Regions from separate parts of the Mus musculus genome. Here all the other regions are linked to region 1. A link is a contact called in public Micro-C and promoter capture Hi-C data. All regions are on one chromosome and are shown on one strand. The core of a region is the stretch at or near the end of the contact, and the rest is flanking DNA. Distances in the headings are between cores, read along the strand shown. Region 1 holds the start of Cadps2 (Ca2+-dependent activator protein for secretion 2). Region 2 holds the start of Fezf1 (Fez family zinc finger 1). Region 3 holds the start of Aass (aminoadipate-semialdehyde synthase). Region 4 holds the start of 4930554P06Rik (RIKEN cDNA 4930554P06 gene). Region 5 holds the start of Iqub (IQ motif and ubiquitin domain containing). Region 6 holds the start of Wasl (WASP like actin nucleation promoting factor).

The links. Promoter capture Hi-C pulls out the DNA fragments that hold promoters and counts their contacts. Hi-C and Micro-C count contacts between places; a contact is called where the count stands out from the background.
Region 2: a Micro-C map of embryonic stem cells shows a contact between it and region 1, with 7 times the contacts expected there. The contact joins the promoter of Fezf1 here to the promoter of Cadps2 in region 1. A contact is called at or near these places in 5 of 39 promoter capture datasets (cranial neural crest, embryonic stem cells, liver and 1 more), 13 of 484 Hi-C or Micro-C datasets (LSK cells, differentiating embryonic stem cells and embryonic stem cells) and 3 of 115 datasets of contacts at active chromatin or transcription factors (all in embryonic stem cells).
Region 3: a contact with region 1 is called in a promoter capture Hi-C map of liver, with 3 times the contacts expected there. The contact joins the promoter of Aass here to the promoter of Cadps2 in region 1. A contact is called at or near these places in 2 of 39 promoter capture datasets (both in liver).
Region 4: a promoter capture Hi-C map of hippocampal neurons shows a contact between it and region 1, with 4 times the contacts expected there. The contact joins the promoter of 4930554P06Rik here to the promoter of Cadps2 in region 1. A contact is called at or near these places in 2 of 39 promoter capture datasets (hippocampal neurons and second pharyngeal arch cranial neural crest).
Region 5: a contact with region 1 is called in a promoter capture Hi-C map of hippocampal neurons, with 6 times the contacts expected there. The contact joins the promoter of Iqub here to the promoter of Cadps2 in region 1. A contact is called at or near these places in 8 of 39 promoter capture datasets (cranial neural crest, embryonic stem cells, frontonasal cranial neural crest and 3 more), 7 of 484 Hi-C or Micro-C datasets (LSK cells, cerebellar granule neurons, cerebellum and 3 more), 3 of 115 datasets of contacts at active chromatin or transcription factors (astrocytes, bone marrow-derived macrophages and forebrain) and 1 of 9 other capture datasets (embryonic stem cells).
Region 6: a contact with region 1 is called in a promoter capture Hi-C map of hippocampal neurons, with 3 times the contacts expected there. The contact joins the promoter of Wasl here to the promoter of Cadps2 in region 1. A contact is called at or near these places in 3 of 39 promoter capture datasets (hippocampal neurons and liver) and 1 of 484 Hi-C or Micro-C datasets (nephron progenitors).

The regions. Positions count from the first base shown.
Region 1 is chr6:23,837,266-23,841,431 of GRCm38.p6, reverse strand. Cadps2 (Ca2+-dependent activator protein for secretion 2) reads left to right here and starts at 2,011. Exons shown (of 30, transcript NM_153163.4): 1 at 2,011-2,642. The coding sequence starts at 2,295.
Region 2 is chr6:23,246,002-23,249,912 of GRCm38.p6, reverse strand. Fezf1 (Fez family zinc finger 1) reads left to right here and starts at 1,649. Exons shown (of 4, transcript NM_028462.1): 1 at 1,649-2,639; 2 at 2,883-3,017; 3 at 3,266-3,398; 4 at 3,818-3,911. The coding sequence starts at 1,839.
Region 3 is chr6:23,131,163-23,135,247 of GRCm38.p6, reverse strand. Aass (aminoadipate-semialdehyde synthase) reads left to right here and starts at 2,262. Exons shown (of 24, transcript NM_013930.4): 1 at 2,262-2,367.
Region 4 is chr6:23,179,608-23,183,815 of GRCm38.p6, reverse strand. It overlaps 4930554P06Rik (RIKEN cDNA 4930554P06 gene), which reads left to right and starts at 2,301. Exons shown (of 2, transcript NR_167898.1): 1 at 2,301-2,343; 2 at 2,494-3,335.
Region 5 is chr6:24,513,448-24,517,581 of GRCm38.p6, reverse strand. Iqub (IQ motif and ubiquitin domain containing) reads left to right here and starts at 2,515. Exons shown (of 13, transcript NM_172535.3): 1 at 2,515-2,602.
Region 6 is chr6:24,663,513-24,667,560 of GRCm38.p6, reverse strand. Wasl (WASP like actin nucleation promoting factor) reads left to right here and starts at 2,566. Exons shown (of 11, transcript NM_028459.2): 1 at 2,566-3,025. The coding sequence starts at 2,918.

The sequences.
Region 1 (4,166 bases), core at 762-3,261:
TCACAGGAAAAAAATAAGCATCAAATGGAGAGAAAGTACTCAGCTGTCACACCAAGTAATAGTAGTAGTGACTAATAAAACTGAAAGATACTCTGGAAAGAAAGTAAAGAAAGGAACGACTGATTAAACCAGCACTCTTATGCCTTTCAGAATTGTATCCCCAGCTTAATCAACACTACATTTTAATGTACTGATTTACAATCAAGAGAAATTACAACAGAAAAGACTGCTCCTAGAAATGAGAGCCCATGGGGAGTCCATCAGGGGCTGGTGCTGTAGCCTCAGGTTCCATATGTGTACTGTAGAACTGAAAATAAATAGTGGAGGTAATGCTTGTAGAGTTTAGAGCAAAATCTGGTACAAAGGGCAATCATCAGAATAGTGCCACCTAACCAGGCAGTTGTGGCGCATGCCTTTAACCCCAGCACTTGGGAGGCAGGGGCAGGCAGATTTCTGGGTTCAAGGCCAGCCTGGTCTACAGAGTGAGTTCCAGGACAGCCAGGGCTATACAGAGAAACCCTGTCTCGAAAATCTCCCTCCTCCAAAAATAAAATATAAAAAAAAATAGTGTCGTTAATAATGTCACCTATCTGCCTTAGGAGGTTACTTTGATAATCACTTTGGATAAATACTCTCACAGAGTTTTGCAAAAAGTCTTCAAATACATCAATTTTAATATATGTACACACACACACACACACACACACACACACACACACACATATATATATATTTTTTCCTTACCATTGACCATCAGCTAGTAGGCATGAAACATTTTTTATTACTAAGGGACCAAAATCAAGGATTAACTAATGGAGAAGGCTCCCTAGGAGTAAATGCCCTCTTTTTTCTCCATTGAGGGACAGCATCAGTAGATGCAGAAGGAAAGTGTTTTTGTGTATCTAACCACCAAATGGCCTGGAAAAGTTTAAACTGCGGCTTGGCCCTGGGACAGAGAAGCTCAGGGCTGGTGGGTGCTTAATTTGTCCTGTTAATTCCCTGGAGATCTGCATCCTCCTTGCTGGAATGCCACCGCACACTGTTCCATGTGTTGAATGCCTGTTTTGTGCATTTCCCCTTCTGTCTGAGCTCAGGACAGAAGTTACAGAATGGCAAAAGAAACTGCGAGGCAGTTCTAGCATCGAGAAAATCGGCGCAGATAATTCAGCCTTCAGGTGCCGCTATGAGACGCCCACTTGAGGCCAGGAAAGAGAGCGACTTTGTGTTGTGTGCCCTCGCTTGTGCCTCTGTCATAAGCTAACAATGCTGGACACCGGCCTTCTCTCGGGTGTTTGTTGAATGTCTGTCCACCCAAAACAACCTGTTTTGTTTGAGTCAGTTCTATCTCAACATAGGAAACAACTGAGCTGTGTTTGTCAGAGTTTCATTTTTCAAACGTAAAATCTAATTTGCTCGCGGGTTTGCCGGAAACAACAGGAATACCTACCAGTTTAAAAGACCCCACCCCACCCCGGACCGGACCGGCCGCTGCGCCAACTTTTCTTTTAATGCCCGTGCTGTGACGATTACAATTTGGACTTCTTGGAGAGTGTCCCACTGCAACGAAGGGAGAGAGACTTTTTTCAAGTCTCCTAGAAAGAATAATACTTCGAGGGGAAGGCAGCCGGTCCCACTTTTCAGCACTCAGGTTTCACAAATCAGGTCCCAGCACTGTCCGGAGCTCTCTCTTGGAGACTGTGTTTGTTCCCCGTCCCTATCCCGCCGCCACCCCTACAGAAAGCCTGCAGGACTACTGGGTGCATGGTGGCCCGGGGTCGTCTGTGCTCGTCTGGGCTCGGCATCACCCGCCCTCTGCAAACTGCGCGCTCCGGGGCGCCCGGCACACCCGCCGCCCGGTCCAGGCGGTGGCGGGCGCGGCGGCGCGCGCACGCGCACTTCGCGTCCCCGCGTCCGCTCCTCGACATTCCGTTCCACGTGTTGCTCGGGAGGCGCCACAGGTTCCTCACCTGCGCGGGCGGCGGGGGTCGGCGGCGGGGCTGGGCGCGCGCGCGGGCTGGACGCCCGAGGCTGGGCGCGCGGTCCCCGGGCGCCCCGAGCGCCCCCGCGCTAACTCCGCCTCTCGCCTCCCGCCGCTCCGCTCGCCCGCCCCGCGTCCTGGCCGCGGCAAACACTCGGGCGCCGAACTCGACGTGTCCGGAAAGCCCGGGCCACTTTCCCTTTCGTTCTGCGGCCGCGGCGCACCGACCTAGGTTCCCGCGGACCCGCGGGGACAGCTGCGCTCGGCGAGAAGCCCCAGGGATCGCGGGCCAAGCCCAGGCGTCCCAGCCAGCACCATGCTCGACCCGTCTTCCAGCGAGGAGGAGTCGGACGAGGGGCTGGAGGAGGAGAGCCGCGAGGTGTTGGTGGCGCCGGGCGTCTCCCAGCGAGCGCCGCCGGCCGCGGCTCGGGAAGGGCGGCGGGACGCGCCGGGACGCTCCGGTGGTGGCAGCGGCGGCGGAGCGGCCAGACCCGTGAGCCCGAGCCCCTCGGTACTCAGCGAGGGGCGAAATGAGCCCGAGCTGCAGCTGGACGAGGAGCAGGAGCGGCGCATCCGCCTGCAGCTCTACGTCTTCGTGGTGAGGTGCATCGCGTACCCATTCAACGCCAAGCAGCCCACCGACATGGCCCGGAGGCAGCAGAAGGTGAGTGGCGGCGGGACTGGGAGCCTCCCGCGGCCACTTACCCCTCTCATCCTCCCGCCCCCGGGGGCTTTCTCCTGGGAGAGTTCAGGGCACCTGCTGCCGTCCTTCTGCGAAGGGCTGGACACTATTTTAGTAGGTCTTTGAGGGGTGTCTGGGACAGGTTGGAGTGCTTAGGTCTTTAACCCCAGCCGGAGCTAACCAGAGCTGGCCTGAACTGGCAGGAGCTGGCAGCTGCACCTCACCATCCCCAAGACATGGACTGATCAGCTGATCCCACCTTGCAGGTCCTGCAGTAATTAAACCTGGGCAGATTAGGTTGGGACAGGGTTAGAATACAACTCGCAACAACTTTAATTTGGGCTGCTGTGGGGTGTATGAGCTGGGCTTTGCCCTTAAGACAGACTGAGTGTGTAGCTAGATGAAGCAGGTGGAACACGGATACTTTCCCATAACAGAGAAATCTCCACTAGGGCAAGGGACTAGACATTTTCTTGGTGAATTAAAAGCAAAGTTATATTGCTAAGTTTTCTGTGTGGCTAAACAATCAGGGCATGACATGCAAACAGCGAGGAAGCTATGCATCCAGAGAGGCTATGAGTAATTCTAGGCCATGGCAGGCTTAATGAAGTCCACTGTTAATGACAGGTGAAGGACTAGCTAATGCTTTGCTTATGGCTCCTTCCCTAAAGATTTACAGAAGTTCTGTCAGATAAAATGTCTCCCTTAGTTGTTTTAAAACGGGACCCCAGAAATCTGATATTCTGTACCATACACAAAAGGAACAACTTCAATCACCTTAATTGGGTAAATGTGTAGAATAGAAACCCTTAATAGTCAGGGAAACCCTTTAGTGGAATAAATACTGAGCCTGAAATGCTCTGAAGAAATCTGTAACAGTCCCTTCCGCTTGTGGCGCGGGTGGGGATTGCCCAGAGCATACCTACATATACAGTCCTTCATCACTGTCCTGAAATAGTAACTCCTGCATGTGAGACCTTTCTTTTAGAAATTTGGCAACCTTTTGAATTGACTTTTAAAATAAAACTGTAGACCAGAGGAAGCAGTTTCCCATCATGCATCCTACCAAAACCGTCCTATTCACGTTTGTTCGTTCAATATTTCATCTTTTTTTTAAAGTCCGACATGTAAAAAAGCTGTGCGTAGCTACTGAATGCAACATCTTGAGTTTAGGGAGAGGTGGACAACTGTGAGTTTGCCTGAGGTGAACGATACTGTATAAAAATTTCCAAGAGGATAGCTCTTAAGTGTTCTTCCCAACTTCACAAAATCAGAGCCAACTGAGCAGCTATTCTGGAACGATCATTCTCTTGAGTGGTTTGGGGACATTTCTTTACTACTGAAGGCTAATCACAGAAGCTCCTCAGGTAGCCCAGCCTTCTAGCTCATAGGACAGTGGGCAGATAGAGACCTAACTAGCTCTAGGCAGTCTCCTCTTGCTATCGGAGAGAAGTGGGTCAGGGTAGCATTTCCCAGTAAGAGCCACTTGGCATGGCTGAAGTTGCA
Region 2 (3,911 bases), core at 400-2,899, 590 kb after region 1:
TGCTGGCCCTTTCCAGGGTTCTCACCAGAGGACAGCACATCTTACTCTTGGCCAGATACCTGGCGGATACTTGGTCCACACACGGTAGAGTTAACTCACCAGGCTGACGGTGCTTGGAGTTTGCCGGCAGCTCCTTCCCGCGGCCTCCAGGAGGCGGTTCAGGGCTCATCGCTCAGCTTCCTCCGGGAACTGGCTTGAGAACGGCGGGGGTTTGTCTACGGTCCGCAGCCCCAGGAGCGTGCCTGGGGTTCTGCTCTCGGCGACCGAAGGCTCCCGGTTGACCTCTCCGGGGAAGGCGCGCGCCGCTACTCGGGCGGGAGCCGCGGGGACCCGCGCAATGGGAGCCTCAGCGTCCGGCCTTTTCATGGAAAGCTCGCCCAGCTAGCGAATTTGGGCCCCAGGCGTCACACCAGGAGGGCGCTGGGCGCGCGGGGGAGGGTGGGGGGGGGTAGGGGACGCTTAGGGTCTCCAAACGCTCGGGGGGGGGGGGCAGAAATGGTCCGTGACCACCACACTTTGTTCGTCTGCGCGCACAGACACGCGGGGTATCGCGTGCACTGATGAGCCGCACGCAGACGCTGGCAGCCAGGGTAGGGATCGACAGATTGTATTCCCCTTCTCCGCTCCACGTTTAAAACCCTCTGCTCTGGAAGAGCAGTGGGCGCAAGTTCTTTGGAGAAATGCCCTTTCGGGGTTCTCTCTGGAAACTCAAGGAAGCGCGCTCACGCGTGTGTTTGTGTGAGTTCAATCCGCGTCTAGGTCTCTGGCCGTGTGGCTCCCTCTTATTCTTTGCAACTCAACTTTGTGGTGCTGGTGCGTCTTTCCCAGGCCTATTGCCATGGGCATCGCTTTGACAAAACCACAAACGCATAACAAGCCTCCCAAGGCCTTTACATCTCAAGGGCATTTTGGGAGGCCAGTTACCTGCTGGTGTCTTCCAAACGGTCCAGACGCGGCTCGAGCTGCAGCGACTCCTTGATTCAGGGAATGAGCACCACCTCCCGACCTCACCCCCCAGACCCCCTCGAGTCCCGGAGGATGAAAGTGGGCTGCGTAGGAGGAGGCATCGTGGCCCGAACTGAGCTCAGGCAAGCCAAGCACAGAAACCTCGGATTTTGCCGTCAGAGGTTTCCTGGTCAAGGCTTTCTAGAGCCTGGCGTTTGATAAATATAGCCTGGCATTTGCCCCTGAATTAGACTCTGTTTCCTTATTTAGCCCTAGCACAATGATTTTAGATGATGTCACTTAGAGCTAAACGAGAAAATTGATCTCAGATTTGCTTGGCCTCTAAAGCCTGGTTAAGCAGATTGAGAATTAAAAAGACAGAGGAAGCTAGGGGGAGGGGCAGCTGAAGGGTAGAGAAGTGTGTGCGGGCGAGTGCTTGCGCGTCGGGGAGGGCTCTGCGCGTTGCAGAGAGCGCCCCCGCCTCTTCTGGGCGGGGGAAGCTCTCTCACCAATGAAAAGTAGTCACCGACTGCAGAGAGAAAAAAAGTTTTCCTGTTGACTGTTGGAAGCGAATTGAGCAATTATCTAGTTTACCTTCTCCTCTTGGAAGTTAACGATTGGCGAGATCTTGGCTGCGTTATTGACACAACACTTTCTATTGATAGAAATAAGTAGTGATTGTCCCCGAGTCATTGGTGCGCCAAGAACTCTGCGATGGGCTGGCAGGAGTCCATTGGGCTGGGCAGGCAGGTTCGGCTGGTGATGCTGGGGAGGAGGAGGAGGAGGCTGCTGGTGGTGACGGTGCCTGTCCTCTCCGCAGGTCTGTGACAAGCAGGGGACAAGGCAACGATCCCGCGACTCAACCCCGGCTGACCGACGCTGGCGACTCAGTCATGGACAGTAGCTGCCTCAACGCGACCACCAAAATGCTAGCGACTGCTCCAGCTCGGGGCAACGTGATGAGCACATCTAAACCCTTGGCTTTCTCCATCGAACGAATCATGGCGCGCACCCCTGAGCCTAAGGCCCTGCCGGTCCCCCACTTCCTGCAGGGAGCCGTGCCCAAAGGGGACCCCAAGCACTCTCTGCATCTCAACTCGTCGATCCCCTGCATGATCCCTTTCGTCCCCGTGGCGTACGACACGAACTCCAAAGCGGGAGTGAATGGCTCAGAGCCCCGCAAGGCGAGTTTGGAGGTTCCGGCGCCGCCCGCGGTGGCGCCCTCTGCGCCGGCGTTCAGCTGCAGCGACCTGCTCAACTGCGCGCTAAGTCTTAAGGGCGACCTGGCCCGCGACGCATTGCCACTACAGCAGTACAAGCTGGTAAGGCCGCGTGTGGTCAACCACTCTTCGTTTCACGCCATGGGTGCCCTGTGCTACCTGAACCGAGGTGACGGCCCGTGCCACCCGGCTGCGAGCGTGAACATCCACCCGGTGGCCTCCTACTTTCTCAGTTCCCCTTTGCACCCACAGCCCAAAACGTATTTAGCCGAAAGGAATAAACTGGTTGTACCGGCAGTGGAGAAACTCCCTTCGGGAGTAGCTTTCAAAGACCTGTCCCAGGCTCAGCTGCAGCATTACATGAAAGAAAGCGCCCAACTTTTGTCGGAAAAAATCGCTTTCAAAACCTCGGATTTCAGCCGCGGCTCTCCAAATGCCAAGCCCAAAGTTTTCACTTGTGAAGTCTGCGGCAAGGCAAGTCTTATGCCAGGAGTTCCTTCTTCCTTCCTTCCTTCCTTCCTTCCTTCCTTCCTTCCTTCCTTCCTTCCTTCCTTCCTTCCTTCCTTCCTTTCTTCCTTCCTCTCTCCATCCCTCGCTTCTGTTTTAGTATTTGGGGAGTGGAAGTATAAACTTGTTTTGCCCCCTCCCTCCTTTTTATCACTTTGGATCCAATCTGTGCTTCCGTTAACCTGTTTTCCTTTGTGTTTAATTTTTAAGGTCTTTAATGCGCACTATAACTTAACCCGTCACATGCCGGTACACACAGGAGCCAGACCCTTCGTGTGTAAAGTGTGTGGGAAAGGTTTCCGGCAAGCTAGCACCCTTTGCCGGCATAAGATCATTCACACACAGGTATGTTCCTCCGTCAGAAGTTTACCCGAAAGGCTTTGGAACCATTTGGGGGGAAAAACGCATCGATATAGCCTCATTCTTTAGCATAAGACCTTCTGGGCTGTGGAGGCTGGACTGGGAGGCCTTGTGTTGTTATCTTTGACCTGTTTAAAAGCTTCAAAGTGTATGGTGATGATAGGATTCCGCATCACAATAACCAAGTACTGTAAATTAAGTTCTCTATTCTTCCCTTTCTCTCTGCTGCTTAGGAGAAACCTCACAAGTGCAACCAGTGCGGTAAAGCATTTAACAGAAGTTCCACGTTAAACACACATACCCGAATTCACGCGGGCTACAAACCATTCGTGTGTGAATTCTGCGGCAAAGGATTTCATCAAAAAGGTATTGAGCACAGGAGATGTCTTTCTCAGGGTGGTCATAGGAAAGTTATACTGGATATTCTCGGGATTTTTTTTTAATGACCTCTAAAGTGTACCTGCTTACCTGAGCCGAAGAAGACTGTCAATTTTATTCCCTACTATCTGGTCTGACCAGTGTAAGAAAAGGCACGTTTGATATGTCAAAGGGTGTTTCTTTGCCACCTCCAGTTTTCGGTTAGTGTAACTGGATAAATAATGTCTATTAATATGTAGAGGAAATAAATTCAGTGTGCTTAAAAACAAACGTAGAAGAATCAATGCCCTGAACCCTGGGCCAAAACTGTGGTGGCTCGTCGGGCTGCCTCCTTATGTTTTATGCACCATCTCTCCTGTTTTCCAGCTTTGTTCATCATCTTAGCCGGGCTATTTTTTCTATTTCAGGGAATTACAAAAATCACAAGTTAACCCACAGCGGGGAGAAACAGTTCAAGTGCAATATCTGCAACAAGGCTTTCCACCAGGTGTACAACCTCAC
Region 3 (4,085 bases), core at 1,013-3,512, 710 kb after region 1:
ACATAAATTATCCAGCTCAATTGACCCCTTGTCAACTTGACACACACACACACATACACACACACACACACACACACACACACACACACACACTGCCATTTATCTACATCTTCCCTTTCTCATTCATCACTGAGACCTCTCGTGGAAAACAAAAAGAACTTTAAAAGTCCCACAGTCTTCACAAATTCAAACTCATTAAACGTTCAGTCTTGTTAAAACATATATTCTCTTAAAAAAAAATCCCAAATCTCTTTTAAAAGTTCCAAGTCTTTCAGATGTGGGCTCCTGTAAAAATTAAGTTAAAATACATTCTTCAAGAGGGAAGAGTCAGGGCACAATCAAAATCTGAACGAAGCAAAAATAAACTTCTACCAGCGTGAATAACTCAGTGTCCAATAATCTTGGATTATTCACTCGTGACCCTCTGGGCTCGTCCAAGGGGGCTTGGGTTATCTCTCCAGCTCTGCTCTCTGCAGCACACACAGCATGTCTTCAAGGCTGTGGCAGGTTCCACTCCACTGCTGCTTCTGTTCTTGGTGGTCAACTTATAGTGCTGACATCTCCAAAATGCTGGGATATATTGCTGCATCTGGGCTGCACTTTCACCACTAAGCTCACCTGGGCTCTCATCAGAGGGCCCAACTCGGCCATACAGTGCCAAACCTCAGCTTCTTTTCACGAACACCTTCAAAACCAGCACAAGGTACAACCTTGGCCATGTCCAGAACACATCTATATGCTGACTCCAAGGAAACACTTGACAGAAGACATCACCTCAGGGATGCTGGCCCCTTCTTAATCACTGCTAACTTTTCCGCCCCAACTGACCAGCATTAAATATTCCAGCAAAGTAAAGTTTTCACTGTAATAGTTCTGGTATCTTGTTGTTTAGTCAGCCCCAGCTAACAAGAACCAGAGCATCTTAATTCAAAATAACAAATGGCCCTGGTAGAATTTTTAAATTTCTCTCTGAAACTTGACAAGCCAGACCTCCATTGTCTGCACTGTCCTCAGTGTTCTTATCTTCCAAACTCCTACCAAACAGCCCTTTGAGACCTCAACACTCAATAGCTTTTCTTTCTTTTAAAAAAGATTTATTTTATTTTATGTGTGTTTCACCTACATGTGCATGTGTCTGCCTGCCTGGTCTCTCACAGCAATACCCCACTATTCTGGTACCAGCTTGTCTAGTCAGTTTGTCTTAGTTAGGGAGTCTATCACTGTGATGAAACACCATGACCAAAAAAACAACTAGGAGAAAAGGGTTTAGTTTACTTCCATATAACAGCTTATCATCAAAAGTAATGAAGACAGGAACTCAATCGGAACCTGGAGGCAGGAGCTGTTGCAGAGGCCATGGAGGGGTGTTGCTTACTGGCTAGCTTCCAGTGGCTTGCTCAGCCTACTTTCTTACAGAACCCAGGACCTCCAGGATAACATCAATCACAATAGGTCTTCTCCCATGAATCGCCAATTTTGCCTATAGCCCGATCTTATGGAGACATTTTTCTTGCTGAGGCTCCCTCCTCTCTGATGACTCTAGCCTGTATCAAATTGACACAAACTATCCAGCACTTTGGGCTTATTTTCAGAAACTTGCCTTCTAACAAGTCTAAATGGAGGAGGAACTTGTGAAACAGGAGGGTCAAACCCTTCTGGCTATGACCCCAAGGCTCCGCCGTCACTGAGGCTAGTCTTTACGAAACTCGCATTTCAGCAATACTGGAAATTGTAATACATTTGTCATCCCTAAACTTCTGTTCCTTGAATGGAGTGTACTGTACCCCGTGCTCTCCAGGTCCTCCGCTATTAGGATTCTTAAAACACGAGAAAACTTCCATTGGGCTGAGCTTCCTAAGCTGTGAAAAGGCTCTGTAAAGTGTGCTTCGCAAAACAAACAAGACACAAGCAATTGCAACGTTTTTCCAGGAGATATGCAAATTTCCTTAGTAGATACTGTCCAGACATTTCTTTTTTTGCTGTTTTTTTCCTACCCTCGTGGGCTTACTGCCACAGGGAGTTACAAACCTGATCAATAGCCATTTAGGGAGAACCCGATGCCATGAGCTAAGTAAGCTCTAGGGTCAGAGATCTTTCAGGCAGATGAACTTCAGGGTAGAGCAGGGGCAGGGCATGACCTAGTACCTGGCAGCACCGCTGATTGGTAGGAGAGAAGGTTGTTCCTTCAAAGCTACCGTTGATTGGCTGCAGGAAGGAAGACTTGTGACGTACTTAAAAGTTGAGCAAACACCTCCTCCTCCTTCTGGGCCCCCGCCCCCCTAGTCAATTTTTTTTGCAGGGAAATCAGTCTGTAGGGTCCAGATTCAAGAGCTCTGGGTGGCTGGGGACTGATCCATAACCTACAAGGTGAGAAGGGGGCCGGGAGGGCGACTCGGATGCAGGCGCGACCTCTGCCTGCAGGATGCACTTGGAGCTCCCAGCTCAGCCGCGGGACTCCAGCTGTTAGTCGAGAAATCGGCCTCCCGCCCCAAAGCCGCGGGGCGACCTCGAAGCTCACTGTGACAGAACTAGGGAGGTGACACAAGCTTTAGGCATCGCTGCCCAGCTTTGCTGGGGGGGAGGAAGGGCTTCAGGCTCAGCTCTACGGCTTCTGAATAGAAAGGGGGAGGGGCATGCACTTTTTGGCAGGTGGGCTCTGGTGGTTGTGGTCTGTTGCTGAGGAAGACAATACGGGTCAGTGTTAAAATTAAAGTTGCAGAGTGAATAACTTATTTATTCTTGGACTGAAAGCTTCTTTGCCTGTAGTGGTTGATGAAGAGAGCAAGATTCTTTCTGATCTCCTCCTAGTCCCCCTGGCTGGGTGGAATTCTGATACCAAACTTTCCCTGTCCTAGCTGCAGGTTTAGGGCTAGTAACTGTGACTGAGAGAGACCTGGTTGGCTGGGTCTGTCTGCAATCCGTTTGAGATGGGCATGAAAAAGTTAAACAAGTTGTGTCCAAAACTCTCGATACTCTGGGCGGCTGTGCTCAAGGAGAGAGCTCTGTGGACACACTTTGTAACCAACTCTGCATGGTTGAATGGGGTGGGGGGGGTGGAGAGGGAGGGACAGAGAGAGAGAGACAGAGACAGAGAGAGACAGAGACACACAGAGAGACAGAAAGAATGAATGAATAAATGAAATAGTTCCTAAATCTGTAGAGACTGTCATTTCTTGGATATTATGGGTCATGAATTGTGAGAATCTGGACAAGGTGTAGCTGTGGTGAGGCTCGGTACAACACACTGAATGACCAATGATTTATACAGTCCTTCCAGTTCTTTATTCAAAACACAGATGGCCTGGTGTGTGTGTGTGTGTGTGTGTGGGGTGTGTGTGTGTGTGTGTATGTGGTCATGAATTCCTGTATTTTGCTATCCACTCCTCCCTCCCATGAAGGTGAGTGGACCTAGGGCTCAGAACTTGCTGGCTGTGCAATCTGGTTGTCACTCTGCAAAGTGACTTAGGAAGACAAGGGAGTTTATTATTTATGGGCGGTATTTCCCCAATCTTCTAGAAAAACCACACGTCTTATCACAATTCCTGCATTTCTTGAATGTAAGCTGTCTTCAATTTAAGATGCATTCTTACTTCAGGGATGCTAAAATGTGAAGACACGTCTTAAACTTGTTGAAATAAAAGAGTTAAAACGGTAATGAATTTTACATGTTCACCGTGTCCAAAGAGTGGCATTCAAGACAGGCTTTGTAATTTTTTTGTTTCTTTCTCCCTGAGAAGCATAATTTATCATAGGGCGGCAAAGGATAGGTAGTGTCTTCTACTAGGGGTGTGGTTATTCTTACATTAAGGGAAACAGCAGGATGGGAAACGTTTCACATTTATTGTCTACAGCATGTGAGACTGGCTCAGCTCACTAGTGGGATGAAGGCTCGAACAGCCTGGAGAGTTAGTCGGATTGTGTAGATGATGCACAAAATGAGTAAAGTCAGGTGCTAGGACCAGGTCGGGGGCCAAACTCCTCTCATCTGTCTCCTGTTGGAAACTTTGGCTTCTGGTTAGTGTGGTTAATGATCCACTGCTGCAGACTCAGGTGAGACTCTTAGTGCTTCCCTTTCCTGTTTAGTG
Region 4 (4,208 bases), core at 1,052-3,551, 660 kb after region 1:
GTGTGAGTGTGTGTGTGTGTGTGTGTGTGTGTGAGAGAGAGAGAGAGAGAGAGAGAGAGAGAGAGAGAGGTATGCAAATTTGGGTCATAAAACTGAAAAAGAGGTCATAACAGGGGAGGAAGGAATCTTCAGTGAGGTGAGAAACAGAGACTAATGGAATACAGTAAGTAAGCAGAAAGGTGACTAACTGGGTAAAGAGAAAGCCTGATGCGCAGGAGAAGAGGAAATGTGAAAGATGACAACACAGAACAATGACGCATCTCTGCACGATGGTGCCACAGTGACGCGCATGACTCCACTGAGGGTGAATCAGCGCCATCCTTAAAGACTAAGGTTTGACTGATCTTCAACCTTACGTTTCCATGTAGCAGAACGAACTGTGTGCAGCTAAGCTAGGTTGTGGCTTATCTTCTGAATAGTTCCAAGTTGTTTCCTTGAGGAACGTGCAGAGATGAAACTGAACGAAAGGCTGGAGCGAGTGTGCTAGCTTTTGTACAAAGAATTCGTTTTTCTACCAGTGCTTTCCACCTCATCCTTGGGAATGCCACAGGGTACAAAGCCTCGGCCTGCCCAGTAGAACGTCCCCATCCAGCTGGAAGCCTCCACTCGGGGCTGCATTTCCACCTCAGCTGAGTCATGTCATCTTTACGTCAGCATGAAAATATTAAGCACTTCTAATTGTGCTTGAGATCAACATTAGAAGGCATTCGGAAGAGAAGCTAAGTCACTCTGAGGTTCAGCTGGCTCAGCTCACCTTTCTGAATGCAACTTGGTTTTTTTGTTTTTTTGTTTTTTTTCCTGTCTGTTTCAGATGGTGGCCAGAACTTCAATATGCTTTTTCTGATGCCTTAGGCTTCTTTATTCTTTTTCTAAAGCCTGCCTCTTCAACACAGGGTTGTCTGCCACTATGTGGTGGGTCTCCATGCTGGCAGCTCAAATGGCATGGTTCTTTTTCTTCTCCTCCATTCGCCTCCCCTGGGTGGTTGCAGCAACTTACAGATTGCCTGCCCTAGGGTCTATTTTTCTCTCTCCTAAACTTTAATAAAGTTACCCTCAAGAGTTAAAAAAAGAAAGAATGCATTAGGACAAAATATTTTTGTCTGAGAGACTCACCAATAAAACTTCCAAGTTCAGAGATAAATTTGTCAAGCTGTGACCTTGGTGACATGGAAAGAGAGAAGGCAGCTAAAGCATACAGAAGGGCAGGTTATTGTGGACTCTAGTCTCTCTGGGACAAGACAAGAAGGCACTTAGAATTAATCATGACCCTATCTTTACCTTGCAGGTTACTAGAAACTTAGTATTTTTCTCTACAAAGTGGAGTGATAATAATATTAGTAATTATGATGTCAGTAGTCTCAAACTCGTTTTCTGGCCTAAATAAGCACACATTTCTGTTGCTTGGGTTTTCTTCTCCCTTGAATTACAACTAATTCTCCCATAAACAAAAGCACCTCACTGAAAGTGCTGTCTGTGACCGGACACATTCTGATGTCTCTGGTGTTCTCAATTAAAAATAAAATGCGAAGCAAGTAGCCTGTGCTTCCCTGCAGAATCCAAATTCAACCTCTTAGGAAGGACTGACTCCTGGGATGGATTCAACCTTGGTTTTGACAGAGGAATCAGCTGGCTAACCAGAATCTAGATCTTGGAGTGGCATTCCATCTTCAGGTAGTTCTCCATAGAAACAATGTTTATATTTGTATAATTGACATGTGAAACCACAGCAGGGTATATCCATTGTAGCTTCTGGAGTTCCGGGGACTTGGGTTCGAGTTTCATGTGTACTTATTAAGTATGTCAAATCGGTTAGGTTGCCATAGCTCTTGAGATGAATTTGTCTGATCTGTAAGACACAGATAACCTGTGCTGTGACCAGGGGACACATAGATCATGTCAAAGCACTGTCACATCTAAGGAGGACTGGGGCATGATGGCATTCCTCACAAGAAGAGTAGAACCAAGGCAAGACAACTAGGAAAACAGAAGCAAACAACTAATACACGCCTCTTACATCCTATAGTGCACAGCGATTCTACTTCAAGAGCTTTACCTACATATGTACGCCCACACGCATGCAAGCATACTTATGATCACCGAGTATTATTTTAATATTTTCTGAAACAAATCCTATAGGCTTATCTTGGGGACTCAGAGTTGTTCAGAGAACTGCTGTGCTAATTTTAAAAGTGAGGTGAGTCCTTGCAGAGTGAGCTGTTGAGATGCTCAAAGATGAAAGTTAGGCCAGTCAAGGAATTTACAGAAGTCTATGATATTGTGACATCATCTGTGGACGTGGTACATTCACACCCAGCTCTCAGTGATAGAGGTTGCTGTAAGAAGGTAGTTGGTTTTCTACTAATTCTACTAATGTGTCCATTTTAGACAGGATGGAATTCATTATTTTGAGCATGGATACATACATACATTCTTATGGGCAGTAAGAAATTATGTAGATGTAACCTAAAATGTCACAAATTTCCCTGATCATAGAGGCCTTTGAACGGCAGTGAGACATCACACTGGCTAAGAGTCAGCTCTTCTGAGTCGATTGAAGGCAGCAATATGGTAGAAGTAAGAGGAGTTCTGAGGCCATCGATGAAAGGACAGAGGCTTATGAAGGGTTACAGCACGGGAGTGGAAAATGAACGACCAGATACTGCGGCTACGTTCAAGGCAAAGTCAATGAGGCCTGACAGTGGACCAACTCCTCAGTGTAAGTAACTCACAGCCTTCGACCGTAATTTCAATATCTTTGGTCTAAGAAACAGGCAGAGTAACTGTCCAGCAAGACTCTTTTCTCTTGCCTACTTGTTTTGAACCCCGCCCTCACTTTCTCCCATGCTCTTACTTGTTTGGTATATGAGGAGACAGCAACCTACAGACAGCGGATTATAAAATACAGTTGGGACTGCACGTGTAAATTGCTATCAGAGAAAAGAGGAAGCCCGAGCCAAGGACAACCGCATCTTAGATGTTCACTACCTTTGATATGAAGATCAAAAGATAGCTTCATAGCCCTGGGAAAGCCCGCAAAAAAAAAAAAAAAATCCTGTCAAGAGCGTAGAACCTCAATATGAACACCCGGAGCCGATTATCCAAGAAAGCACGTGGCTTTTGTAAGCTTCAGATCTTCTTCAAATGGATGCATGTAACCGGAACCCATCTGAGTTATGTTTGGTATCTGTGTTATGGGTTCCTTAATGTTTGTTGTGACTTAGCATATTTGAACAGTTTCTTTTGGGTTAATCGAATTTCAGGTTTAAGTACCCATCAATGCTGCACGCAACTTGAGCTAGCTCTTTTGAACTGTAATAAACCCTTATGGCACGTCAGCTGTTTCTTCTGTTACAAATCTATGGTGCAAGGGTTGGTTCTTTAGCATTGACATAGGGATTAGCGTACAGCTTTACCCGATTAAAGTAATTAATTCTTGACTAACTCCTACAACTTAAATATTTACAACTGTGTACCAAGTTCAAAGGAAAAACAAAAAGGTAAAATTTGGTGCCACCCAGTGGCAAATTCGTAAATTGCAGCCTAGAGACATTGTGAGGAAAAGAAAAAGATTTTCAAAGAGAAACTCATTACAATCCACAGACACAATGATAAGTGATTTGAAATCATAGTTAACGGAAATGCGGAATTAAAAATGAATTAAAGTATGGAATCGGGAGCATGTAGGGCTGTAAAGAAGGCTCGGCAGTGGCAAAGGCTTGTTCTTTCAGAGAACCTAGATTCGGATCTCAGCACGCTAAGCCTGACTCCAGAGCTCCGAGGGATTGATTCCGAGCCTTCTGCTAACTTATGCTGCATCCTATATGCATGTAGTACGTAAAAACTCATGAAAGCAAATACAAACACGTACAAATAGAATAAAATAAACCACAAAAGAAAGGTGATTTGCTGTGGAATTATCTAATAAAGTAGCAGCATGCTATCTATCCACACGATGAACATAAAGCTGGAGAATTTATTTTTTAAAATTATAAGATGCAAACAGCAAACACATTACAGATGATTTGAAGTCATACTTTACTGAAATGCCGAATTACAAAATGAATTAAAAGATGGACTCAGGAGCATTAAGGGCTGGAAAGATCTGGCAACTTCTAAAGCAGATAAATAATATTTCACATTAAATTAAATATTTGTCTATACTTACTGAACATTGTGAATTTTGAGTCACTTAGAGAGAAAACTATGGA
Region 5 (4,134 bases), core at 1,266-3,765, 680 kb before region 1:
GTGTGTGCGCGCGTGCGCGCGCGCACGCAAAACCATAGGACAACTTGAAGTGTGTTATTTCCCAAGCAGCATTCATATCTTCTTTTAATTTACTTTTTTTTTTAAGACAGAATTATCTCATTGTCTTAGGAAGGTTCTGCATTGGAACTACAAATATATGCCACAACTCTGCTTTGTTTTGTAAACATAGCTTCTAGAAGGCAAATTTAGGTTCTTGCAAATCAAGCATTCTACAGACTGCCTCTCTCCAGGTTCCTGGTGTGAATTCCTTGGTTTTTCATAGCGCGTGTGCAAGAAGAGCTGAGAAAGCTAAGAGCTCTACCCGGGACACAGACTGAGCTGCTACTCCAGAATATTCTGTGTACATGGCTGTGTGGAATGGGAACATAGCAAACCACATGAGTAAAGACAGAGTGTGTTTTGAATGTGCCATAGAACTCATAATTGTGTTCCCTACACTGTTAGTTAATTTTCAAAGCAGTCTTCAAATGTTGCATATCTAAGTATAACAATGCTATATTAATTTCTGTATATGATTGTAAATTGCAAGATATGCTTCAGGTACCATGATTCATATTCATTCTCTCTCTCTCTCTCTCTCTCTCTCTCTGACCTTGTAGCTTTCTTAGAGATAAACATATACTACTTGTTACAGAATATCACATTTTACTCTTTGGATTCCTTTCTCCAGAGTAAAACAGGCCTTCAGATCTCTGCAAGAGAAAGTTTTCCATAGCTCATTTGTAAGTAAACCCAACCTAAGTTGCTACAAGGCTGTTTGTGGTCTCTACCCACTTTAGTATGAACAAGTGCTTTTGTCACAGCTGTCCATGTATTTGATTGAGGACTGAAGATGCATCAGTACAAACTATCTACATTATCTTTCAAAATTCAGTGACATCTTGAACATCTGGTGGACCTCAAAAATTTCAAGAGGATGGGGCTTCACAAGTTCACAAATGATGCAAATTAAGTCAGGGATAAGTTCAAAACAATTTTTAGGTCTTTGGTATTATAAATATCCATTATAATAGTTTTCCTACTTACCTGTTTAGGTCTTTAGTATTATAAATAATTATTCTAATAGTTTTTCTACTTACCTGTTTTTTATAGAGATACATTTCCATGTGGAGTTACTTTGAAATGCTTGATTTCATAAAGCCACTAGGTGGCGACTTTGTAAAAGTGGAAGCACATTAAAAGGAACAGCCTATGACTAAGTGCAAGATGACATTTTGAACAAGACCTAAGCAAGGGCATAGATTTAGGATAAAAAGTAAAATTGGATAAAAAAAAAGCATGGATTTGTTTTTATTTTCTGATTAATACTATTTTTCTATTGCTGTTTTCATTCAGGGGACATCGACATTTTTATAGCCAAGCACGTTTATGTATTTGTGAGATAGAAAGTGTGTGTGTGTGTGTGTGTGTGCCTTTGATGTGTTAGTAACCTATCCAAGTAACCTATGTAGATAGACCATCTAAGAAAAGTACATTCTATAAAGCTAAGTTTGTAGTACATTATCAGTAAGTTATTAAGACAGGTGGTGGGTATCAAGCTACATTTAGCAGTGGAAAGAATATGAATTTTTCTGCTGCCTCTATTCCTAACCCTGGTGTTTGCATACTGCCCCTAACAGGAGAATAATGAATGATAAGCCTTTGAAAGTGATGGGGTGGGAAAGTGATGTCAGCAAATTGATGAGAGTGGATTTGTAGCAACAAGGTATAAAGAAGGCAACGGCTTTTATAATGAGGGGAATGGACTTTATAACACGTTTTTTAATTTCATTAAGCTCTTTAAATATCAAAGGATGTTAAACATAGCACATAGTAAGGGTTTTAAAAAATCTGGGCTCTCGATTCAGATTGGATTTTAATACTGGCTCTCATTTAATCTTTGTGTGTTTCATTTTTTTTTTTAAATAGTATGGCAGTGCTAATAGCAATCCTTCAATAGAATCATTGCATTGGCTATTCGAAATACAGATACGGTGCTATGCTTAATGATATTACTAAACCTTTGCTGTTATTGTGAGATAACCACATGAAATTTGTGCAGGGAACATATTTGATCCTTTCTCTAAAACTGATTTTAAGACTAAAGAACGTGGTGATAGAAAAAGCTTTGCTTCTCCTGACTTATAAAAGCAGAGTAGTTATTAATTCTTCCTGTTCTTTCTGGCTGCCAGGAAGCTAAAGGAAAGATCTTAACTGGACAAAAGAACTTAGGTAGCACACAGTTGTGTTCCTTTATAATCCCTGTCTCTCAGTGTTCACATTTGCATTTTTAAAAGAAGGTAACCCGTGAGCTTAGACTGTTTACAGGACTGCCTTTTCAGAAGTGTGAGAGAACTCCCGGAGAAAGGTTAACTTGGAATAATCTTTAGGTCTCAGTTCCTGGCGCCAAACAATCTCTACTTCTGGCTCCTCTGCTTTTGCTCTTGCTGGCTGTTTCCTTTCCCACTGCGCGGGGGCGGTGCCCTGGCAGAGGAAGCTGGCAGTTGCTAGGATACGCCAGCAACAGAACATCTAAGCAGAAAGGAGCTGCTTCCGAGGACTGGTGAAGCCTCTTGGTCTGTGATAGCTATTTCTTGAACAGGTAAGAGGACACGTTTGGCAGCCCTTTCCTAGATGGCTGCTGGTTCTAACTGGGGGTGAGCCTGGCATGCTAGGCCTTGCAGGGGTGCCGATCTCTCTTGGATACAGGGCTCTCTGGTCAGAGGACAGTGCTCCTTAACTTTACTTAAAAACAGAAAACTTACAAAGCATCACACCGCTTTTGACCCTTCTCTAGTTACCCCCCTCCCCACTGATATGGTATCTTGAATCAACAAGATCACTCTGGGAGGTTTACACCACCCCGCCTCCTGGGTGCTAAGGAGAGGAGAGTGCCCGCATCTGGTACTGGTCTATGGACACCATTTCCAGTCTGCAGGGAATTCAGCCTTTAGACTTTCCTTACCAGGAATGCTGCTTTCCTCCAGTCATTGTCTTACCTACTAACAAAAACTTCAGTAGGCCTATAAAATAAAAGACAAGACAGAATCTCTGTCTTACCAGTATTCTACATGTAGCAGGCTTTAATGGGAAGAAATGAAGTGGCAGACTTTTTATATACAATCTTAATAGCCACTGAGTTTTATTTTAAAAGTAAAATAAAGACTGAAACATATTTGAATGGATAATATATAAAAATGAAGGAAATTCAGCATCCTTGGAGATGCATGCCCTTAGCACTGGGGAGATGAGGCAGGAGGATGGCAAGTTTAAGGCCAGTCTGGGATGCATAATGAGATGCTGTGCCAAGAGGTCCATACCTCCATCCAATAGCGTGACACTCTGTCTTTGTTATTGTTCTATTGCTTTGAGGAGACACCATGACCAAGCCAACTCCTAGAAAAGAAAGCACTTAATTGGAGGCTTGCTTACACTTAGTAAGTTAGTCCCTTCTCATCATGGTGGGTGAGCATACAGGCCTGGTACTAGAGCAATAGCTGAGAGTACTACATCCTGGTCCCCAGGGAGAAAGAGGGTGGTGGGCAGAGAGGCATGAGCTTTTGACACCTCAAAGCCCACCCCCAGTGACATACCCTCTGACAAGGTCATACCTCCAAATCCTTCTAATCCTATCAAAGCGTTCCACTCCCTGGTGACTAAGGATTCAACTATATGAGCCTATAGGGGCCATTCTTCCTCAAACCACCGCATACTTTAACAATGAAACACTGAATTGTAAACATCTTAAAACCATTTCAGACCTTCCCTCCACACAAATATCAAAGGGCTGGAATACAGTGTCAAATTTTAAGAAAAGAATTTTATTTATGGACTTTAATGGAGATCTTTGTGTCTTTTCACCTAATTATAGAAACTTCTTTCATAGTGTGTTTAAATTTGTAAATAAGACGATGTACATTTGTTGCAGCCCTATTTTCTACTTGTATAAAAATTGAAGACAGGGGGCTGGAGAGATGGCTTAGTGGTTAAGAGCACTGACTCTTCTTCCTGAGGTCCTGAGTTCAATTCCCAGCAACCACATGGGTGGCTCACAACCATCTGTAATAAGATCCGATGCCCTCCTCTGCTGTGTCTGAAAACAGCTACCGTGTACTCATATACATAAAATAAATA
Region 6 (4,048 bases), core at 1,317-3,816, 830 kb before region 1:
GTACTGAGGTAAGGCCTCGAGATTTCTTGAGGAGGAAAAGAGCAGACAATTCAAAGAAGCACAGGCTAGTAGACTGGAACCCAATCGGTCTCTCCTAAGAGGTCTGGAAACACATACCAGGCCACAGTTTTTTGGTTTTTTTTGTTTCTCTCATATCTATTTTCAAAGCAGTTTGGTGGTCAGTGAGAGCTGGTATTTTTAGTTTAAAAAATGTTCATTCTAATTTTGTGTACATTTTAAAATGAAAATAAAATTACATCACTTTCCCCCTGCCCTCCCTCCAGCCCCACCCAGGCATCCTTCCTCCAACCCCTCCTATGCCACCTCCCTACACACATTCTTAAAATAGTTTTAATTGCTTTTTTGGGCTTTGTTGTTTGTGGTGTGTGTGTGTGTGTGTGTGTGTGCGCGCGCGTGCGCGCGCGTGCTCTTGCATGCACTCTCGTGCACTCACATGAGAGAGAGAGAGAGAGAGAGAGAGAGAGAGAGAGAGAGAGAGAAATGAGAGAGAAATGAGAGAGAATAGAATCCAGGACCTTGTGCACATTAAGCAGTCATTCTCTGGTCTAGGTCCTATCTAGCTTCTTGGATTTTACTAATTAACAGGCCTGTCTACAATTATAATATTAGCAGTTTGGTTACTTTAGCAAAATGGACTAAAACAATCTGGCAAAATCTGTAGCCTGATCACTAAGAAAAAGAATATGTTCTAAACTCATGGACATAGATTTGAGAATTGTGTAAGGCTGTGAATTAAAGGTTTTTGAAAAATCAGGCTTATATAAAATAGATGTAAAAATACATGCTTCAATACTTGATCCTCTAAGACAAAGATATACATAGCAGACCACTAGCAAAGATGGTGAAAAGGGAGACAGGCCGTGGGTACTCACTGTGTATCAGGTACACTAGCACATGGTTTTCTCTCTACATTTTTAAAGTAGGTCTAACTGTCCCAAGTTCCACTATACTACCTCCATGAAACAGTGATTTTATTTTACAGATGAGGAACCTGAGACAGAGAAGCAATTCCCGGATGTATTTAAACAACCGTCTAACTGGAACTTCAACCTTGAACCAACCGCAGCCTATGTTTTTGGATAAGGAAGTGTTCGAGTTTGAAAATGTCAGGGCTGAAACATTTCTCAAGAACTTGTGATGATCTTGGCTGTCACCATGCTTTCAGTTGATAAGAGGTGCATTTTTAACAAATCATAAACTGACTCATCTTCCAGGTTTCTTAGCCCCACGGTTCAAACATTTCTTGTACTTCAAATGGTGCCTTTCACAAACCTACTATTTTAAAAAGTTTTGCCACTTTTAAAGATTATCTTTTCCGTTAACATTAACATAATTTGAGATATCCATATACTATGTGAGAACTCCTAAGAGTATATTCGCACATCCTCTGTTGTAGGCTTGCTCTTCATCACCCAATTTCATTATGTGCATTATAGGCAGCTTTACAGCTTTGTTTTCAGTTCGTCGGTAATAGTTTATCAATGTATTGAGAGCTATCAGAAATTTACCAGAGTTTGTCATAAAAGTTGAATATGCAACTGTTTAATTAGAACTAGGTAATTAGCAAACATCGTTAGTACAACTTATGTGATACGTTGTATGATTAATGTTAATAGTAGGATGTACATTTTATAGAATTCGCTGTAATCTGGTTTATCATCTCTATATTCCAATTTTTTTAAATTAAAGCTTTTTAGTTTTCAACCAATGATTTTATACTAACCTTTAATATTATGAAACACAGTAATGAATTCTCATTATTTACTTCTGCTGGGAATATTGCTCAGCTGGCTGAGTATGCACCAGGCCCTAGGTCCCTGCACCTAGAATACAGAGCCATGAAATTAACTCGTAAGGAAAAAAGAGGTAAGGTGTATTCCTACACGACATTCCCAAACGCGTGCATTCATCCTGAATTAAAGAGACAAGGTGCTTCCAACTTGAGATAGAGAAAGATTGAGAGGGGTAGTTTCCAATTCACAAGGCAAGGAAAAAACTACACACACCTATCCCACGAGATCCGCCAGGCGGGTGGTGGACGCCTTTTGCGATTCTGTTTTTGACATCTCTGAAGATGTCTATCCTGATCTTAGCAATGTCCCTCCACGCCCCGTTGGCGGCCGGGACTAAGATCCAGAAACCCGAGGCACCTGCGGCTCTGACCGAAACTACGCCGGCCGACCTTTCTCTCCAGCTAAACTAGATCTCCCTGACAGGCGGCCTGAGAGTCTCGCTTCGATGCCTAACAAACACTGGCTACGCGGACCCGACGCTCCGCAAAGGTGGGCGCTGCTGCAAGGGGGCGTCCGGCTCGGCAGTCAGTGTAGGAGACCCGCCAGCCCTGCCTCGCTCTGAGTCTGCGCACGCGCGCGGTGGTCATTGGTGGGGGCGACTAGCCTGCAACAAGACCTCAACCGGGATGAGCCTTGCCGCTTCCGGAAGGGGCGGGGCCTGGGTAGGACACGCCCCGGCACGCAGCAACCGAGGGGGTGTCCCGCCTTGCCGAGTTTCCGGCGCTCTCCCCCGCGTCCCGCGTCCCGTGGTCTCGCCCGCCCCCGCTGCCATGTTGGATTGTGCGGCTGCCGCCGCCGCCGCTGCCGCCGCCGCCGCCAGAGGACTGGAGGAGTAGGGAGTTTAGCGCAGCCGCCGGAGTGCTAGGACAACGACCATCCAGCCGGAGCTGAGCAGGGCGGGAGCCCGGAGCTTCCCTGTCGGCGCGCGGCCCGAGGGCGCCCGCCGTCATCTCCTTCCCTCGGCCTCCGCGCGCCGGAGGAGCGACGACGGGATGCTGCGGCTGTGACCGCCGGCTCGCGCCCCTGTCACCCAGAGTGGGACCCGAGTGCTCGCCCGCCGCCAGAAGTGACGACCCTGGACGCTCCACCCCACCGGCGACACCATGAGCTCGGGCCAGCAGCCCCCGCGGAGGGTCACCAACGTGGGCTCCCTGCTGCTCACCCCGCAAGAGAACGAGTCTCTCTTCTCCTTCCTCGGCAAGAAATGTGTGGTCAGTAGCCGAGACCCCCCTGTCGCCACCCCCCAACGTCTACTGGCGGGTTCGGGCTGGGGGGGAACGGGACTCAAGGGTAGGAGGGAGAAGGGGGGCAGGCTCGGCACGGCTGGGGTGCTGCTGCGGGCCAGGCCTCCAGCCTCCCGGGCCCTGGGGCTCCCCTCACCCAGCTCTCCGGGTGCAGGCCTGCCCGGCCCGGAGCCACCTCCCCCAGCTGCTGGAGAACAAGGGAGTGTCACCTCCATAGGCCTGCCCAGTAGCCCAGGTCCGCCGGGCCGGGCCGGGTCCGTGCCCTTGCTGCAGGTTCAAACTTTACTCTAGACCACAAGGGGATTTTGTTCGTGCATCAGCAGCTTAAGATCTCAGGACAGGATCCCAGCATTGGCCCTTGCTTCACTTCCCACTTCTGGATCTGGGTTATCTTCTTTAACAATGCTAGAGGTTTTAGGAATGAATAGATGGGGAAAGAAGCGAATTGGATTTTCGGTCCGCCTTAAGGATTCCGGGAGAGAATAAAGTGCAGTGCAGGTTCATGGACACTTAGGATCAGAGCAAGGGCAGGAAATGCGCCTGCTCCCAATTGCAAAAAACAAAAACAAAAAAACAAAAACGGGGTTTATTTCTCCAGCAGAAACTAGGCCTAGTTTCTGCTCTCCGCCCCACTGTGGGTTTTTCTTTTCCTCCCTGGCGTTGTGGGGTGGGGTGTAGGGTGCTGTTCGCTCCCAAGCCATGCGTAGGGAAGCGACAGTTTCTAATAGCTCACGGCCTTTGGGATCAAAAGTGGTTCTGAGTTTGGTGCTGTGAGGAGGCCCATTCCAACCCCAGATGGCGGATTGGGAGCAAGCAGTTCTGTGGGAAGGGGAATGGGTGTTATTGACGGAAGCATTCATTACGTTGGCTGCAGGCCTTTCTGGGGTGGGGAGGTTCTCTGGGTGAAGGCCTTATCTTGATCTTCCTGAGGTGACTGAGTTGAAAGGGGGATTGTTGGAATGCTAGCCGGCTCCCTTTCTGCCGTGTTTG